2 separate regions of the Pan troglodytes genome follow, and region 2 is linked to region 1. The links are chromatin contacts, called in public Hi-C maps. All regions are on one chromosome and are shown on one strand. Each heading gives the region's core, a stretch centred on a gene start, on an enhancer-like site or on the middle of the called end of the contact. The rest is flanking DNA. Distances are from core to core; before and after follow the strand shown.

Region 1 (4,845 bases), core at 715-3,214:
TGGCATGGAGAGTGTTCTGCCCTGTACTATCTAGATAAATAATTTTCCTTGGAACCTTGAGATAACCAAAGGTGCCCATGAATTATTTTAGGGAGTGAGGCTAAGTGGATGGGCCTTGGGACCCACTACCCACTTCAATGGGAACAATTTAAAACTTGTTTTCTGTGTTGAGGATATGTATATAATGTCAGTTAAAAATAATGTTGGACATCCCTTTAAAAAGATTGAAAACTACTTTCTTCAATCAGACATTTATATTTTCACATGTTAATAGAAAAGGCCCATGCAAATACTGGAAATGTGTGTACTGTTGAATTCTCATTCAACGTGAATATATTCTTCTATGCCAAAAGCCTGATAGAAGAAGCCTTTAAAATATACATGTTGCTTATAAAAATATATTTTAATATTTAGCTGAGGTATCATCTCTTCTTGTCTCTCTTGAATCCTATCCCCAGTCCCAATTAGATCAGGTTCCTCTTCTCCATATTCACACAGGACTATATACTTATCAGCAGTTATATTAGTCTGCTAGGGCTGCCATACAGACTGGGTGCCTTAAACAACAGAAATTGACTTTCTTACAGTTCTGGAGGCTGAAAGTCCAAGATCATTATGCAAAGCAGGTTTACTTTCTCCTGAGGCCTCTCTCTTTGGCTTGCAAAGGGTTTTTGTACACACATGTCCCTGAGGTCTCTGTGTGTGTCCAAAATCTTCCATCTTATAAGGACACCAGTCAGACTGAATTAAGGCTTGCCCTAATGACCTTGTTTTTAACTTAATCACTTCTTTAAAGGCCCTATCTCCAAATACAGTTCCATTCTGATATATTGGCATTAGGGGTTCAATATATGAGTTATTTAGGGACACAATTCAGTCCACAACAACAGTGTATGGTAACTGTTGACATGTTTCCTCCAAGTCCATACCAATGCATTTGTTAGTAATATATCTTCTGTGCTTACAGGAGTGGCACAGTGCCTGGCATATAGTAGGCCTGAACAAATGTTTGATAATCTAGGAGTGAATATGCATATGTCTAATACAGTGGGGGTCACTGAGGAGAGTTTTATTGATGTGCCTGGCTTTACATAGGAAAAAAAAAACCTTCTATGTTGAGTATTAAAGACACTTGAAAGTTGCTCAGAAGCTCTTCATGTTGGAATCTGTGAATCCACATCAAAGATCTCTAAAGTTGTCACTAGTGAAATTTAAAATGCTGATTGACTACCATGCTACAATTATGTTCATTTAACACTTTCATGCTCATGGACGTGTGGACTGCAGTATTAGAACTGGTTAAAGAGTTAACAATTGAAAGGAACAGGCAGGAGCTTGGGAGGACAGAGTAAGACTAAAATAAAAAATTAATGAGGAAAGGAAGAGTGGCTACTAAATGGATCAGCTGTTTTGTTGCCTAGGAGATAAAGTGAGAGTGAAGAAATTGGACCTGTACATAGAAACATCGGGATGGCAAACAAAAAGTTCAGTCAATTTTCCCTCACTCCCTGGTGTCTGAAGAGCATTTGGAAGAGTGGCTGAAGGCTTCATCTTTCTCCTGTGGTCATGGTTGGGCCTCTCAGACCCTTGACTCCCAATAAGTCCAGGGCCTGAAAAAACAGTGATTTACTAGCACCAGATGACCATAGCTGCTAACAGATCAAGATTTTGTTGTATCCTGTGGTATTTCCAACATATGGACAATGGTATTAGGAGCATCAGTAAAAGATATGTAATGAGACATGTGCTTGTCTGGGTGTTTTGCACATCTGAATATTTATCACTGCATGTGTGGCCATGCTGGACACAGATCTACAACAGAAGTAGAATTCTACCAGAACGAACTCCGCAAGGCATCCTATCCTTTTTGTATAGAGAAACTGGGGAGGGTGGGGGGAGAGGCAGGGGGAAGAATGTAACATGTGCCAAAGAAATGAAACAGCTTCCCAGATTCACAGCAGTAAATTAGCATGTAAAAAGAAGTGCCATGGGCCCAGTAAGGAAAGAACAGGATGGGATGTTTCACAGGCATGGTTTTCATCTTCTCCTCCTTTGAAAGCTAAACTTTTTATGTGGTATCTTTGAGGGTTCGTGGTTTGGAAATTTAAGCCTTTTTGCATTTACCCTGAGAATACTGGTGGTGCTTGCGGCTGCAGCATTTACCCTGAGATAACTTTGCCACGAAATATCTCACTTTTACTATTATTTTTGCATCACTCTAGTATATCAACTTTGGAAGCAAAAGACATCATTCTATTCATAGCATTCCATTTCTAGTAGTGGTATTCCCATTTACAAAATACAGTAATTCTCAATTGCTGAAAATGTCTGATCCTAGAAAATGTAACATTCCTATGCATATTAACGTGGTTCTTGAACAGTTGTTGGCCAAAGATTTTGTAGGAATCCGATTTTTCCAAAATAGACAAGTCTGATGATCCAAATGATTCTGATGTTAGTTCTCTTTAGAACAAGAACAGTTTTTATATTTTATTTTCACATTGAAAATCAGTCAGATTTCCTTCGGCCTCAAAGAGCATGTTTATGTAAAATTAAATGAGTGCTGGCAGCAAGCTGCATCTTTTTTTTTCTAAACAGGATTAAGGGGCATTGTCTAAGTGACTGGAATACTCAATATAGGAGAGGGTAAAAAAGATGAAGTATAATTACTCTGTGGTGGCAGTATTACATACCTACAAACAGGACCACTCTAGCTCACCTCAGCATAGCCTTCTTTCCCACACCACGATACTGTGTGATAAGTGATATAATACGGAAAAGAACCAGCAAGTAGGGCATGTTCAGGGGCACTACTCCAGGACTAAAAGGCCCTGGGGAATGTGGCAGCCAAGCGAAAACCTGAATCATAATAATATTAGCTAACTCTTATTGAGCCAGACACAATTCTACACGACTTACATATATTACCCAAATTAGTTACCGCATGCTTGAAAACCCCTTGATGTAGATACTGTAATTTATCCCCAATAAATAAATAGAGGCATAAAAAGTGAGGTAATCTGCACAAACATAATATGGATAGTAAATGGCAGAGCCTGGATGTAGAACCAGGTTACCCGGGGCTCTTAACCTCTGTGCCCCACAGTGCAATGAATGGCTGAGTGTTATCCAGGCGGCAAGAAAGGGGAAGGGGCAGGAAACACATCAGTGGGGAAAAGTCATTCTCCACAGAGACCATTAGATTCAGAGGTGAGTGAGCAGTTCCATATGGCTAGAAGCCTGGAGAATAGAGCAGACACAAAAATATGAAGCTTCCCGTAAATTCTTTTAGGAAGTTATGACTTTATTCCAGAGTAATGTGAAACAGCATTTGTTTTGCGAGAAGCTGAAAGGCTGAACTCAGTGACACCCACTCTAGGAAGTTAGTCCTTATCCTAAATTGAGGATTGTTATAGGAAATTTAGGAATGGATTGTTTATGATAGAGTTCATTTGTTTTCTTTAAGGCAATATGAGCAAATGCCCTTCTCTTAGATGGTGGGGTCTGATGAGTTTCAGCCTTAGCAAGGGGTTCAGGAGACCAGAGGTGGCCTTCCTAGAACCAGAAAATCAGGACTGACTGGCTCAAAATGTAATTCCCTTGGGAAATTGAGGTTGCTTAACCATTGCTTCTCACACAAAGCCTGAACCTGGCCATTGAAAGGCCAACATGGTCCATACTACAACTGAACATGAAGGTTTGTCTTCATACGAATTCTCATTCCTGGTCTGAGATCAAAGGTACCAACATCGCTCTGGTGGAAGAATTGCAGTAGGAAATAGAGCACTTGGCAGCATTCAGAATGCCATTACACTAGGCAGGCAAAGTTCCCAAGTACTTGTTATTAAGTAAGATTAAAAGCGAGGATACAACTTGCTAAATTGACACTATCAAGATAAATGGTGTTCTATCTTTCTTGCAATTTTTTATTTCACTTTGAAATAAAGTACAACTCAAATTATCTGATGATTGCACCCTAGGAAAATGTTTCCAAAAAAAAAGAAAAGAAAGATAAGTAGCTTTATTCCCAGGTAGCACAAAAACCAGCTTTCATTCAAAGCAGATGAGAAAGACAATGAACAAGAAGTAATGGTTCTCTGTATCCGTTCAGCTTCCTGCCTGCAGGATACTGTTCCACAGACTAAAGGTAAAAACAAAGAGACACTTTAATCTTTCTCACACCCTGGGAGCTTTGATCCCATAAGCTGATTTTTCAGTACTAATTGTTATATCTGGATTCTGAACAAATGAAACTGAGCCTTCCCAGCCTCTAGTTCGAAGAGGCCCAGGCATCTGTCCTCAGTTGACACACACCCAGCTAAAACATTGCAGCTTGGCTGGCCTTTTGTCATTGCTCTCTTGACAGCAAAATAACTATCATCTGGCTTGGTTGGATCAAAGAAGGACATGCATTTGAGGCGGGGCTGTTCCTTTACAGAATAACACTTCGTTATTATTACCTCTTTGGCGACATGATATGGAAATTAAAAATAAGCATCTTTTGATATGCAGCAGAAACAATCACCAGACCTGCAGACTGAACTTGACTTTTTGCCTAGCAGTCTCTTTGAAAAGAAACTGCTGCTTCTACAGTTCTTCCATCTTTTAGTGGTTGCTTCAGATGTTGGGTTTAAACCAACCTTGAAGTATGAGTCACAAACAACAAGACAGAGGGACTGTTGGTATGTCTACTCCAGTAGGGAAATGAGGATGCACTACAGTTTATTTGCAGGTCCTAATGTGCCAAACAGTAGAGCTTGTTTCAGCCTGTCCTAATCTCTGCCCCTAATCAAAGGCCCCCACATCAGAATTGTTGGTTACTCTAGTTTGTCACACATGTTATTA
Region 2 (4,845 bases), core at 1,328-3,827, 400 kb before region 1:
CATGGGATAAGAGAGTCCTTCAAAGTGTATTCTACTTCCTTTTCTCTTCAGGCATCTGAATGATGTAAGAGGTTAACTATTCTGTTTTCTTCGTGGCTCAATATTTCTTTCTTTGACTATTAATAATATGATGGCATTCAACATGGATCTTTGGGCAACTCTTACAGGAAGAGTCAAAAAAGTATTCAGAAGGGAAATAGCAATAGGCAGTATGTAATGGATTAGCTGTTTGGAGTGGAGAGCTATTAATTTATACCAGACCACTTGTTCAAGGTTACTTTACCCACCCTCCTTTGTGATGCAGAGCCAAAGGATCCAAATGGGTAATTACCTTTGGTCAAATTATATTTCGACTTACCTAATGATAGTATTCGGTGTAGTACTTTTCTCCCAAAGGACATATAAGCACTTTATTAACGTCTCTTTCATTCCTAACATATGTCTAAGAATGAGAAAGAGGCCAAGTATTTTCCTTCACCATAGTAAAAACCCCATTTTACAGACTGGGCTGGAGACTAAGGTCATTTTCTGGAAAACAGATTTTGGCAGTTTTCCCCAAGAATTTTAACTTTGAAATAACTCTTAATATGCTTTATTAGTAGGAATCTTTGAGATAATTTTGTAATTAATAAAATACGTTTTCTTTGTCTCCATTCCATTAACAATGAATTTGTATACACACACACACAACATACATGTGATTATATATACATCACTAGACATTCCTGGGCATTATGTATACTATAACATATAGTATGTGCATATATGTGATATATACATGTGATTACATATATATATCACTAGAAATTTCTAGGCATAATATATATATAAAATTAATATTTCTGAAATTCCTACTGTGCATCTTGTATTCAGTAAAGTGATGAAGACAGGAAAACAGTATTGACAAAAGGTGATCCTTGCCCTTTGTACAGTGGCACTCCTGGAAATAATAGTAAGTAGTATCTTAACATACTTTTTGATATATAGGTATGATATAGTATGATATAACATACTTTTTGATATATGGGATCAGTCAGGGAGGAGGTACTTCAAACGTATTTAGGTCTGGTCTACACTTACCAGATTTAGTGATTTATTTTGTCACTACTGCCACTCTGAAAGGCTTAAGATACTTTTTGAAACAATTCAAATTCTCATCACTACCTACTGGAAACTCCAAAATGTTTGTTGCAGGGTTTAGGTCATCCTTTTAGTATTATTTTTCTTTTTGGTATCAATATTTATTCTGTATTCTGAGATCTCTTTGGCCCTACTCATTAGTCTTTTTTAGTGGAATGATTAAAGGTGAGGAAATAAACACTTGAATAAACAAACCGATCATTGCCACTCTTCTCAGGAATTATTGGTAACTGCAAAATAATCTTTTAACACTTTGGTTATATCTCTACAAAACAGGAGAGAGTCAAACTTATTTAAGCCTTCATCACACTATTAAATAGAACGAGGAGGAGACATATTCTGCAATTAAATAATCCAATCTAGTCTCTTTCATCTGTCATTTTTTCCATTGATCAGTGAGTTCGTAGCTTTAATAGGGAAAATGTGTTATAGCTAAATTTAGTTTCCCTTAATGATTGGGACAATTTTGTATTTTGCATACAGACCCTGGGAAGAGATTGAAGTGAAACTTGTCAAATATAATCAATGAATATTTTAAGTTTAAAAGGAAGAAAATTCCACCCAGTAAAAAGATTCACAGATATCACATTAATGACTGAAAGTGAAACTCAGTTATAAGAAAAGCTACATGAATGTTTTGCTCTTTGAATATTTTTTCTGATTTGACAGTGAATATCTGAACATAGGTAGTTTTTCACATGACATTAAGATGAATCCAAACTGCTGCATGTAGTAAAATGGACTCGATTTAATCCCACAATCAGTTTATGTACAACATTAACTATGTTCCTAAAGAGTGACAACTAAATAAATATCAACTTTGTGTGTGTGTGTGTGTGTGTGTATCTCACATGTGCACAACACAGGAAGACCATAAATTCTTCCCATAATGATTAAAATTTATTAAGTGCCTGGAAAATAAAAGTTGTATAAAAATGTTAATCTGAAATATTAAATATGCAAGCTTATTCACAGTAAATCAGTAAATTTCATTTTTCAAAGTTCAGCTGGGTGATGGTTTTATAAAAAAATTCAGACATTTCAACATTGCTTATGGAAAACATTTGGCAATTCTGTTAGCAAAGAACAGTGTCAAAAATCTAAACATTTTTCCTTCAACATCTGCATTTGCTTATTAAAAAACAAACCCATCCCACACCCCCAATCTCTCAAACAAGTTAAGTTTGCATGAAATGTTTTTCATTTGTCCTGATATTCAATCTGAAATTTTTTGTGTATCTGAGAGTTTTAGTCTCTTTCATGTCTACATGTCCTTACATATAGGACTTAAGATAGGAGTGGTCTTACAGAATTTTGAGAAAAACGGTTGAAGAGAAAAAGTCATTGTATGCTCTCAATTTGAAAAACAAGGGCTATTAGAGGGACAGGGTAGATTCTCTTACACAGCCTCCACAAAGAAATGCGTGCCCTGCCCTCCACTGTGCTCCATTAACTGAACTTAATACATTGATATAGGGCCATGATATGTACTGTTCTCCACATCACAGTCTACTTGAAACAGGTGATTCTCATAAAAGTGTGAGGACTAGCCTGGGCAACATAGTGAGACCTCAGCTCTAAAAAAAAAAAATGAATTTTAAAGTTAGCCAGATGCAGTGTCATATGCCTGTAAGTCCCAGCTGCTTGGGAGGCGGAGGTGGGAAGGATTGCTTAGGCACAGGAAGTTGAGCTATGATCACACCATTGCACCACTGTGCTCCAGCCTGGGTGAGAGAGCAAGACCCTGTCTCTTGAAAAAGAAAAAGAAAAAAAAAAGGAGGTGTGTGGATTTGTTGGTATAAGCCATTTTTCTCATGGATCTGGTTTTTAAGCTAGGAGACTGGAAAGAAAGAAAAGGCAGTCTTATTTCTCTTTCCCTTGCTCTAAAAAAAAATACACATATGTATATACATATGCATGTGCCTTCATTGGATTGTTTTAGCAAAAAGATTAAATGAAATGCTGAACATATAACTAACCTAACTATGGACCTTCTTTCTTGACATTATTTTTGCACATTTTTCTTTTTAGTACACTTCAGATATTTTGAGATTGTCTCAATTAATGAGGTGAACTACTGTCTAGGGCATTTTCTTAAGAATTATGATGTTATAGAAAACTGGAGACAGACATTAGCAATGTTTATGAAGATAGTTTCCTTTCAACTTAAGGCAGATCCTCTCAATTAGAGTTTTAGAGTACTCAGCTTTAACTTACCCAGTCAGCTAATCTCTAAGTAGCATATAGTTTTTGAAGATGGTCAACATTAAAAGTTTGTATCCGCTTAATAGTATGTTGTTGATTTTTTTTTTAGGGCAAGATATAAGTGATTATAAAAAGGAAGCAGATTGCTTCTGTGGCCTGTCTAGGTTATTTGACTGATTTCCTATTGATAAATATCTTTTTACTAAAACACTGATTTTAGTGTTATTTTGGCATGTTTGATTGAGAAATGTAACACATTCAAATCAACGGAAAATACATACACAAGAGACTGCATCATCTTAAAAGCTACTTGACTTGAAAAAAATGAATATGATTTTGACTTATTGGACCTGTTTCTTTAACAAAAAAAGTGTCATATGAGACTTTAAGAAAAATTAAATGGATTTCTTATTTGAAATGCCTTTTAGCTTTTTCACATTCTCTGGTTATCGATTCATTATATAACATAATATTTGGGATCTGAGAAGTGAAAATTGTAAGTATGATCTGCTTCACATGTACAAAGCCCACCTCTTATGAGGTTTTAAAGGTAAATATTTAGCACAGATATTAGACTTTTGAAACAATTTATATGTTTGTACATCAAGTTAGAATAATTGAAAACTGAATAATTGACAGAAAATATTAAAAATGATTCTGGCAATTTAGTTATCCAGCAGATTGCTTTTTGGTTCTTAAATTATCTCAATATTGACACTTGCTTGGAATATACATACATATGTTTGCAAACCCCCCCACACACATTCCCCTCATTGATATGCGTCATGCTCAATAAGATGGAAATGAGACCTAATTTTTTTATGTAAGGGAGAAAATATATAGCATAAAGTTTCCAAATTTATAATACTGTTTTACAAAGATAATTATTATAAGTTTTCTCTACACATGTACATGAGTACAGTTTTCACATGTTTTCTCATGAGAGGACTTCCTGATTGCATCTGATTGAAGTGATAGTGACTACCTAAATAGATACTTGTTCAACTTTTGTTCCTCAGCTGCACTGTAAACTCCATGTCTGCCTTACTCAGTTCTGCTTTTCAGAGCCTGACATGGGACTTGGCCCCATAATAGTTGCTCAATTAATATTGTACATCAATGAATGAATAAGTATACTTACATAACTTTGGTTTGTTTATTAAAATAAGAAAATAGCTGCATGGAAACAGGGTAAATTAATGTAATCACTGAGGTTTTGTTTGACTACCTAGTTAAAATATGATAATAGAAACCAATTATATTGCCATTCCTTAAATTTGTTTGGTCATCAAAAGCAAATGGAATAGGTTGCAAACTGTATTTGCTTGAAGAGAAACAGTACGATGTCAGTGTAATTTCTATATAATTATACTTCTGGGAAAATTTTAAGCAAAATCATATTCTGATTACTCTTGTAAAATATACTGCTGTAGGAGGCTTTAGGTCATCTTTGAATAAGCATAAATTTAGTAACACTAGCCTGCAAAAGGTATATATAAT

Evidence for each region. A called contact is a pair of places that touch in the nucleus more often than the background predicts.
Region 2: a Hi-C map of induced pluripotent stem cells shows a contact between it and region 1, with 2.3 times the contacts expected there. The contact joins two enhancer-like sites. A contact is called at or near these places in 3 of 7 Hi-C or Micro-C datasets (blood, induced pluripotent stem cells and stem cell-derived neural progenitor cells) and 1 of 1 other capture datasets (stem cell-derived neural stem cells).

Annotation. Positions count from the first base shown.
Region 1 is chr1:62,889,425-62,894,269 of NHGRI_mPanTro3-v2.0_pri, reverse strand. No RefSeq gene overlaps it. Among named protein-coding and RNA genes, the nearest start is that of PRG4, 91 kb to the right of the region's middle. Within about 2 kb of position 1,964, at least 2 of the 24 cell types and tissues checked have an H3K27ac peak or open chromatin away from gene starts, as enhancers often do. A contact at or near this core is called in induced pluripotent stem cells, where this site is marked.
Region 2 is chr1:63,286,838-63,291,682 of NHGRI_mPanTro3-v2.0_pri, reverse strand. All of the region lies in intron 2 of HMCN1 (hemicentin 1), which reads left to right. Among named protein-coding and RNA genes, the nearest start is that of HMCN1, 130 kb to the left of the region's middle. Within about 2 kb of position 2,577, at least 1 of the 24 cell types and tissues checked has an H3K27ac peak or open chromatin away from gene starts, as enhancers often do. A contact at or near this core is called in induced pluripotent stem cells, where this site is marked.